Regions from separate parts of the Mus musculus genome. Here region 1 is linked to region 2. A link is a contact called in public Hi-C data. All regions are on one chromosome and are shown on one strand. Each heading gives the region's core, a stretch centred on a gene start, on an enhancer-like site or on the middle of the called end of the contact. The rest is flanking DNA. Distances are from core to core; before and after follow the strand shown. Region 1 holds the start of Sod3 (superoxide dismutase 3, extracellular). Region 2 has its middle 39 kb from the start of C130083M11Rik.

Region 1 (4,395 bases), core at 431-2,930, 110 kb before region 2:
TACCTCTGGAGAGCTTGCTACCAGGCCTCAAAGAGAAAACTGAAGTGCCAACACCTGTTGAATATTTGGGCCATGCGCTGTTAAAAAGCTTTTGGCATATATGAAATATATATATATATTTGAAATATATATATATGGAATATATATATGTGTATGTTTGTGTGTGTACATCTCTCTGTAGAGGAGTTCATGTGTGTGTGTGTGTGTGTGTGTGTGTGTGTGTGTGTGTGTGTGTGTGTAGATCACTGATTCAGCTAGATCGCTAGGCCAGCAAGCCCTCCAATCTCCATGATTGTGCCTGGCTTTTACATGGATTCTGCAGATCAGACTTTGGCCCTTGCTCATAGCAAGCACTTTACTGACAGAGCCATCTCCCCAGTCCCGAGGTTTGGATCCCGGCAAGCACCCTATGAAGTGGGTGCTTACCTGGATACAAGTGGGCAGAGAGCAGGGACACAGAAGTGAGGGTCTCTCCCATGGTGGTTACATAGTCACCGAAGAGCTAAGGGCAGGATTTCGAAGTGAGTGGTTGATGGAGCTGTGAGAATCACCAGCTTGGGGATTCTGTGAAGGCCGAGGAAGGAGGGGATACCCAGAGATGGCTTGAGAAGAACAAAGATGTTAGGTCTCAGGGGACATTGAGAACGTAAAACCTACAGACCCCTCCCCTTTGATGTGGCCTAGTGTGACCCTGCCGTTAGAGCATAGCGGGAGAGGGTGAAGTACAGGAGGAGCCTCATGCATCTTGCCCCCAGCTCTCTCACTGGACAGGGACTCTGACCCTCTCCTGAGGCAGCTGTCACTTAGGAATGTTCTGTGCTCAGGCTTCACTTCAGGAATTCTTCCTGCAGAGCCTAGAGCAAAATCCAACTGGAGTGTGTTTGTGGGCTTCTCTAAAAATGAACACTTGAAAAAAATATATATATATATATATATTCTCTTAAGAAATGAAGCGAAACAAAAAAGAGCATCTTTCTGCACCTCCAGGTAAACCTAGACTCCTTGTTCGAGTGTCTCCCTTCCCCCAGGCATTTTCTTCCTCAGTGGCTCCTTATAAGAAGCCTTTGCTGTAAGCCATGGCTGACAGAACCCAGGTGACCCCTCAGAGTCCCTGCTCATCCTCCCTAACTCCACCCCAAGCCCCTCAGCGTCCACAGACAGCCTTCCATACATGACATTTATAGCACGAAAGACCTCCTGGCCCAGCCACTGCAGGCCCAGAGCAGAAAGCTTTGTCCCACCACCCTCCTTCCCATCTTCCCATGACTCTACTCCCCACTCTAGAAAAGCCAGGCCTGTCATTAATGGGGTTTCTCTCCCCCAAACATGATTTTGAACCTTTTCTAACCAGTGCCGGCTGCCCAACCCAGTTTCCAGAACTTAAGAAGCACACTCCTAAAAGAATGAAATGAACTTCAGTTTGGCACGCACCTGTCAGGCTCTCCCAAGAGCTCTTTCCCTCTGGTGAAGTTCAGGCCAGCACCCAGCTAGAGGCCGGAGGAAGAGCCTCTGAGTTGCCTCCCCAGAGCTGTCCAGCTGGCTGTTATGTGAGCGAGCAGCAGGGAGGCCAGCCCGGGGGAGTGGTCAGCAAATGGGAGGAAGGTCATTGGGCTGGCCAAGAGAAGCAAAGCCAGCTTGGCTGTCCCTTGTGGTAAAATTGCTGCCTCCTCCTCTTCCTCCCCCTCCTTCTTTTCCCTTCTCTTCCTACTCCGTCTCCTTCTCCCCTTCTTATTCCTTTCTCCTCCTCTTTTTCTTCCTCCTCCTCTTCCTCCCCTTCTCCTCTTCCTCCTTTTCCCCCTCCTCCCCCACTTCATCTTCTCCTTGTCCCCACCTCCCAGTCCCTTTCCCACTGCTGGTTCTGCTTGCCAAGTATGTCTTTCGTGACTTCCCTGGCTCGTGCAGACGCAGTCAGTGACCTTCAGAACGCAGCAGGGGAGCAGAAATGAGAAAGAAAATAGTCTTGTTTGAAGAGGCACAATGGTCTCTTTCTCGAAGGGCCTTTTCTTTTCCCCTGACTCCCTCAGCTACTGACTTCTTTTGCTAGATGTTGGTATGTGTTTAAGACAGACATGGGCACTTGGCAGCTGAGTGAGACACTCTCTCCAGAGCTGTGCTACCACACAAGGTGTGGGGCAGGCATGGTGGTGTGCCTTCAGTCTTGCCTTTTCCTACCCGTGTGCTCCTGGAAGCCCTCCCTTTACCTCCCTCTCAGCATCTGTAATATAATAGCTCTCATCCCCCATGAGAATCAAAGGAGTAAAGCCAGTGTCTGGTTTTCATAAGGACATTAGTGAGTCAACAATGACCGTGACAATAACATTATGATTGTTGCCACTGTTGTATTAAAATGACAAAGGAGGGTTGTTTGTTTTTGAAACAAAGTTGCATTTAACCCAAGCTAGCTTCAATTCCATCTGTAACTGGGGATTACCTTGAACTTTTAATCCCCCTGTCATCAGCTCCCAAATGCTGGGATTGCAGGCGTGCACTATCACGTTGGTGTGTCGCTGGGGTCAAACACAGGCCTTCATGCGTGTTAGGAAAGCACTCTGCCAACTGAGGCCTGCCCAGGAAGATTGTTACATAGACTACACAGATTGGAGGAGCCAGGAACCTCCAATCCCAGGCTCCTTATTTCTTTTGTTGTTGGGAGCTCCTGTCCATCACAGAAACTCTCTAGAAATAAAAGGCTCTCTTTCCCAGAGAAGCATCCCCAGCTTGCTGCCGCTTGTCTGTCCCCTGAATTCCTTTGACAAATGGTTATTGGGTACCTGCCCCCTACCACACCACACACCAGAGTCTCCAAGCTGCACAAGTTTCTGCCCCATGTGGTTCACACACTTAGGAAGATAACCGAGCATCAGTGGTACAGCTAGAGACAGAATGGCCCCTGACACCTCCAGTCGCCAGGCCTGGCAGGTGGGAAGTTTGTTCGGTAACCTGTTCTCTGCGTGCCTCCTGGAGCTCAGTGAACCTCCTTCAGGTGGCGTCCCCTAGAAGCCAGTTCAGCCCTGAACTTTTTATCTGCTGTTGGCAGTAGCTGTCCTCAACAAATGAGCTTATAGAGTGTCAGGTACTACCCACTGCCCATGGCTGCCAGCCACCCTCAGCCACCTACCACCTACAGCCACCCACAACCACCCACATACACCCTACCAAATCCTGGCTTCTCCAATCATCTTGTTAAATCCTTATTTTCATTCAGTCTTTGAAGTGATTCTTTCTTTTTTTTTTAAGATTTATTTACTTATTTTATGTGCGTATACTGTTGCTCTCTCCAGACCCACCAAAAGAGGCCATCTGATCCCATTACAGATGGTCGTGAGCCACCATGTGGTTGCTGGGAATTGAACTCAGGACCTCTGGAAAAGCTCCTAACCACTGAGCCATCTCTCCAGCCCCGAAGTAACTCTTGCATAAGCTCCTAGCTACTGTTTTAAGTGGTACTCTCTTCCATGAGCCTGATTTTATTTCCTTCAAGACTCAGGAAAGCATTCCTTCGTTCTGGGATTCTAGGATTAGTGGCAAGCCTCAATTCACTTGCATTTTTTATGCTCTCTAGGAGAAAATTGCCCTCCTCCTCCCCGCTCCATCTCTGTAATATTCAGTCCCCTTACTTACGTATTGTGATCTCTTTTCTTTCTTAGAAGCCAACTTTATTCCTAGATGAAAAGCTGGTGGCTTGGGTACCATTTGTCATGGTCTAAGCATGATGCATTCTGGGACAATGAGACTCCAAGCTAATTAGTTGGGACCACCCCTCTCCCCCCAAGACTTTGTTGACCCATGCAAAAGGAAATACAGGGAAAGTACAGTGGAACAGGGATGGGGTGGAGGACCCTGCACTCAGCCACACCAGAAACTCTGCTTTCATTATGTGAATCTTCTCATAGTACAAGAAAGTATCATGAGTATCACAGTTGATGATAGTAATAGTTTTGATTCGTCTACTCTATAGATAAGGACAAAAGGTTCAGAAAAGGGAAAACCACAGGGTCAAGATGCACTGCTAGCAAATGGCCAAGTCAGGATTTCAATCATAAGGTCGGCCCAGCGACACACACTGGTGCTCCCTGCTATTCAGGAGACTGAGGCAGAAGGATTGCAACCCTAGGCTGATCTGAGTTACATAGCTCTCCATTAAAAAAAAAAAAAAAAAAAAAAAAAAGCAATTTTCTCAAGGGTGGGAAGGTAGAACAGAGGGAGCACTCGTGCCTAGCATGCACAAAGCTCTGGATTCAAGTCCCCAAAAACCTAACCCAATACCGGTTTCCGAAGCCTGGCCTCTCCATCATTGCTCTTTATTACCGCCAGCCTGACGCAGAGCAGAGACGAAAGGCACTTGACAATGCTGTAAGTTTGGTAGTTATCTCTATCAATAGGGAGCTTCTCCCA
Region 2 (4,534 bases), core at 1,916-4,415:
CATCACGTGCCTTTCCTGATCACTCTCCACTTTTGTTTAGTTAGCTAGTTAGTTAGTTTATTTGTTTAGTTAGTTGTGTATTTATTTAAACAGAGTCTCTCAATGAACCTGAAGCTTATCCCTTTGGCTAGACTGACTGATCAATGAGCTCCAAGAGTTCTTTTGTTCTCTGCCTCCCCAGCAGTGTCGGTCCAGACATAGGACACACCGCACTGAGCTTTGTAGAGTAGGTTCTGGGGATCCAAAGTCGGATCCTCATCCTCGGGCAGACACTTCAATCGCTGTGTCATCAGCACAGCCTCCCGTCAGGTGTAGCTCGTGTCCAATTTCCTTTGAGTCCTTCCATCCAAACAACTGCCACCGAGGATGCAAAAGTGGCTATATTGCTCTGTAGAGTTAAACTGAGCATCTGCAGAAAGCACTTGCCCATAAGTTCCAGAACCATGGACTTTTGTCACAACTGCACCAACTAGCAGCTAGGTGACCAGGACCCAGTTGCTTTTATCTCTGGTACTGACAGGTAAACCTGTCCCTTTGACAGTAGTGGAAACAATGGTCTGTGGCCCATCCCGCCCATTGGAAGGCCACAGGATTTAATACAAATCACAGTACTTTGGGACCTGCCTTGCAAACGTAAATGCTATTCATATTAATCCTCTTTACATTATTAACTGGAAATGCTCAAGGCATTTCTCCTCAAAGGGCATCTGCATTAGAGGAGAAAACCCTGAACAGATTTCTAGTTGTGAAATACCAGGAACTTGCCTGCTAAGCCCTCACTCTCTGCCCCCTGTCCCTTTGCCCTAGTAGCTGCATGTCAATACTTTCCGTAAGAACCATCTCAGGGGAAGCAGAGAACAGGGAGTGTGTGAATCTGTAATGACAGCAGGCTCCGGGATCAGGAGGAATATGCAAACATGAGCTGGTTATGTCAATGAGATTCAAACTAATTTACAGACAGGGAAGGAATGAAAAGAGCGCAACAGGGAGAGGCAGGGCAGAGGTGCCACCCACACAAGACAGAGGGTGTCTCTGGTAGCACAAACAGCTGATCCAACTGGATTATTTCCTCCAAAGGGAAGGGTTAGCCAGAAGTGGAGGAAAACAAAATAAAGAAAGGAAGTAATTTAAGGCTTATACACTCTTCCTCGGGGGCAACACAAAAGTTCCTTTGTCATTTGCATGGGATCTAGGAGAATTCTAAAGTCAATGTTTGCTCTCGATGGGGCTATAATTTGAAGGGCACTCTTTACCACAAACAGAGTTTTTACCTTTTAGGAAAGGAAGTGGTATGGTGTTACAGAAAGACACCCGTTATAAAGACAATAGAGGGGTCATGAGGCCTGAATTTGGAGTCCTTAGCACAAAGATGAAAATCGAGGCACGAATCGAGGCACGCATCTATAATGTCAGTTCAGGCAGGTGGAGAGATCTTGGGGACCTGTCGGTCAGTGTGAACAACCAGTGCACTCCAGTGCGCTCCAGGTTCACTGAGAGACGGACTCATAAAGTGAGGTGGGGTCTGGAAGATGGTTCAGTGGGTAAGAGGACCTGCTGTGTAAGTGTGGGGTCTGAGCTTAAATCTTCAGTGCTTATGTAAAAAGCGTGCATATAACACATACACACACGGAGCTCAAACTCTGCAGTTTGGATTTTCCTTCCAACAAGTATCAAGCTTAGTCCTCTTCAGACCCACCTTTTACAGAGCCCTGGGGCATGTACAGAAATCCACAACAGAAGTGGCCTCTTCTTAATACCCTGTTCTTGGGCCCCAATGAGATCTCAGCAAAGATCTGCTCCTCAGATTCCTGCCAACACTCTGACCCCTCACCAGCATCACCCTAAACTCTCCACCCGTGGCAAGCCTAGGCTCTTTCTAGTCTGTTCCTTCAAAATCATCCACTTCTACTGTCACCTAAGTTCCAAAGCCAACTCTACATTTTTCACGTAGTTGTCACAGCAACAGCTGCACTTCTGTGTATCAATCTTTCTATTGTAAGCCACTTTCTGGTGCTATGACGGAATACCCCAGGCTGGGTAATTTATAAACCAGAAGTCTATTTGGTGCACAGTTCTGGAGGCTGGAAAGCCCAGAGAATAGCACCAGCATTAGGGGGAGGCCTTCCTGTCTTATCTCATCCAAATCAAAGAAAAGAAAAATGACTTCCATCTTTTTATAAGCACCCCACTCTACATCAGGAGACAGTCCAACCCCAGCACCTCCATTCCCATTGCCCTAACTTGTCCCCTCTGCCTCTTACCCACCGAAGGCTCTTTCTCAACCACCTATCCCGAGGAACCACTTCTGGTAATTTCAGCATGGAGTGTGGATTTGCATGCTTAGTTTTTGTTTGTTTGTTTGTTTTGTTTTGTTTGTTTGTTTGTTTTTGTCTTCCTGTCCAACCAAAACATACGCTCCAAGAGGGCAGAGCGCTTGCCTGTCTTGTTCCCAGTGGTTGTGGTGTGTGACCGCCCCAGATGAGAGAGGTTTAATAAATGACTGTAGGAAAGATGGATGGGGAAGGAAACAGGACTGTCTGAATAACTAGTAAACATTTTAACCCTGACAACCCTGCATCCCACGGACAGATCTGCATCCTGAAATACCAGAGCCCTTGGGACAGGCTGTGGTTGACTGAAATGTGTTGTGGCATAGAAAGCACTCCTATGAGACCCTTGCCTGGAAAAGAGGCTCTGGAGACCTCGCTAGGAAGAAATGGCAGAAAGAGAGCTTGTCTGCTTGTCACCTGGTCAGACAGGATCCAGATGTGTGTGGGGGTAGAGAAGCGGGCCTTCCAGACACAACCCGCCCCCGCAAAAACCGATTTGCATGCATCACCCTGACATTGCCTTTGGTGTAGCATCCATCTCCGCTTTCATCAGGGCTGTGAGGCAAGGGAGGGGATACCTTTCAAGACCAGGCATGAATCTTGGAGTAAACAAGCTTCACTCTGCCCTGGTGTGTGGGTTTTAACTCTTCCTCATGCTCAGAGAGTAGACTGAAATATCGAAGTGATGGGCCACGCAGCCTCCATTGCAGGGCTGGCGGAAGATAAACAAATAAAAAGACTTGAAAATGTGCCAAGTGCCTTCTACTGAAAAGAGGCATGCGCAGCGTATGCTGTCTCTGCGGAGCAGCCTTCTCCCTTCTCTAGTGCTTCCTTCTTCCCTCTGGAGTAAAGGCATGCGCAGTTTGTGCTGTCTGTGTGGCGCCGCCTTTCTTCCCCAATGCTTCTTCCCTCCCTCGCTCCCCTTCTCTCTCTTCTCCTCCTTCCTCTTTCCTTCTTTCCTCACTTTTTCTTTTTCATTTCTCTCCCTCTCTTCCTCTTTCATTTTTTCCTCCTTTTCTTGTCTCTCCTATACACTTAAGATTCTAAGAACTAAAGGAGATATCAAAGTCTGGTGAGCATCCACAAGCTTATCCAAGTTCACACAATCCCAAACAAGAAACTGCATAGGGACATTTTCTTACTTTTTGTTTTCTATTGCTGTGATAAAGACCATGACCAAAAGCAAGTCGCGGAGGCAAGAGTTTGGCCTCCCGGAGGGAGGTCAGGGCTGGAACCTGGAGGCAGGAACTGAAACAGGCCAGAGAGGATGCTGCTTATCGGCTTGCTCTTGTGGATCTTGTCAACTCAGTGTTTTATATAATCCTGGACCAGCCGTCACAAAGAGTAACAACTACAGTAGCCTCGACCCTCCCACATCGATTATTAACCAAGAACTCCCCGCCCCACATACTTGCTTACTGGCAGTGTACTAATCTTCGTGGCAGATGAGAATTTCATGTCTCCACTGTGGGCCAGAGGTAGATAGCGTTCTTGTGGAGATGAGGATATAGATTTCTTTTAATGGAACTCAACAGAGCCCTGAAATTCATCCTCACTGGCCTGCAAGACTACCGTCACATTACCCCTCAAAAGCTGAGACCGTAACATCATTTAGGAGATGAGCTGAAATTGGGGGGTAACTCATTACGTCTCTGAAAAGCTGGAGATCCGGTTCCAAGCTGTTCACCAGAGAGGATCAGTGTGTGGACTACAGTTTCTGTCATCCTCTGGTACAGTCTTCAGTCGGGGATGCTCATTTAGAAGAGAGACGAGAAACCAGAGCTCCCTTCTGGTGTCCCTGGCTTCCGGGAAAGACAAACTAAAGTCATTTCTTGCTTTTGGCTAGGGACGAGAATGAGAATTATTCACTTCTAGGCTCCCTGTCCCTAAATCTGCCGACCCAGACCCTATTCTCTGCTCTTACCAAACTCAAGCTCTCACAGTGTGTTTACTTGTTTTGAACTTTAGTCAAACCGAGTATTTTCTTACAAATGAATGTAATGCTCTTTCATCTATCTGCATCATTTCCCATGGAAATACTTCGAGATGCATTTAAAGGCACAGAAGAAAACTGGGGTACACCATCGTTTTTGATGAAGAAAAGAAGAAGAAAATTAAGTCTCATAACAGAAGCTGGCCAAATACTCTCACTGTGATGTTGGCAGTAAAAATGTTCTTGTGGTTGTTAGTCTATTACCATGGAA

What was found. A called contact is a pair of places that touch in the nucleus more often than the background predicts.
Region 1: a contact with region 2 is called in a Hi-C map of uterus, with 3 times the contacts expected there. The contact joins the promoter of Sod3 here to the enhancer-like site in region 2. A contact is called at or near these places in 3 of 484 Hi-C or Micro-C datasets (cerebral cortex, pre-hematopoietic stem cells and uterus) and 1 of 9 other capture datasets (adipose tissue).

Annotation. Positions count from the first base shown.
Region 1 is chr5:52,361,089-52,365,483 of GRCm38.p6, reverse strand. It overlaps Sod3 (superoxide dismutase 3, extracellular), which reads right to left and starts at 1,680. Exons shown (of 2, transcript NM_011435.3): 1 at 1,432-1,680.
Region 2 is chr5:52,253,297-52,257,830 of GRCm38.p6, reverse strand. No RefSeq gene overlaps it. Among named protein-coding and RNA genes, the nearest start is that of C130083M11Rik, 39 kb to the right of the region's middle. Within about 2 kb of position 3,165, at least 29 of the 459 cell types and tissues checked have an H3K27ac peak or open chromatin away from gene starts, as enhancers often do. A contact at or near this core is called in adipose tissue and uterus, where this site is marked.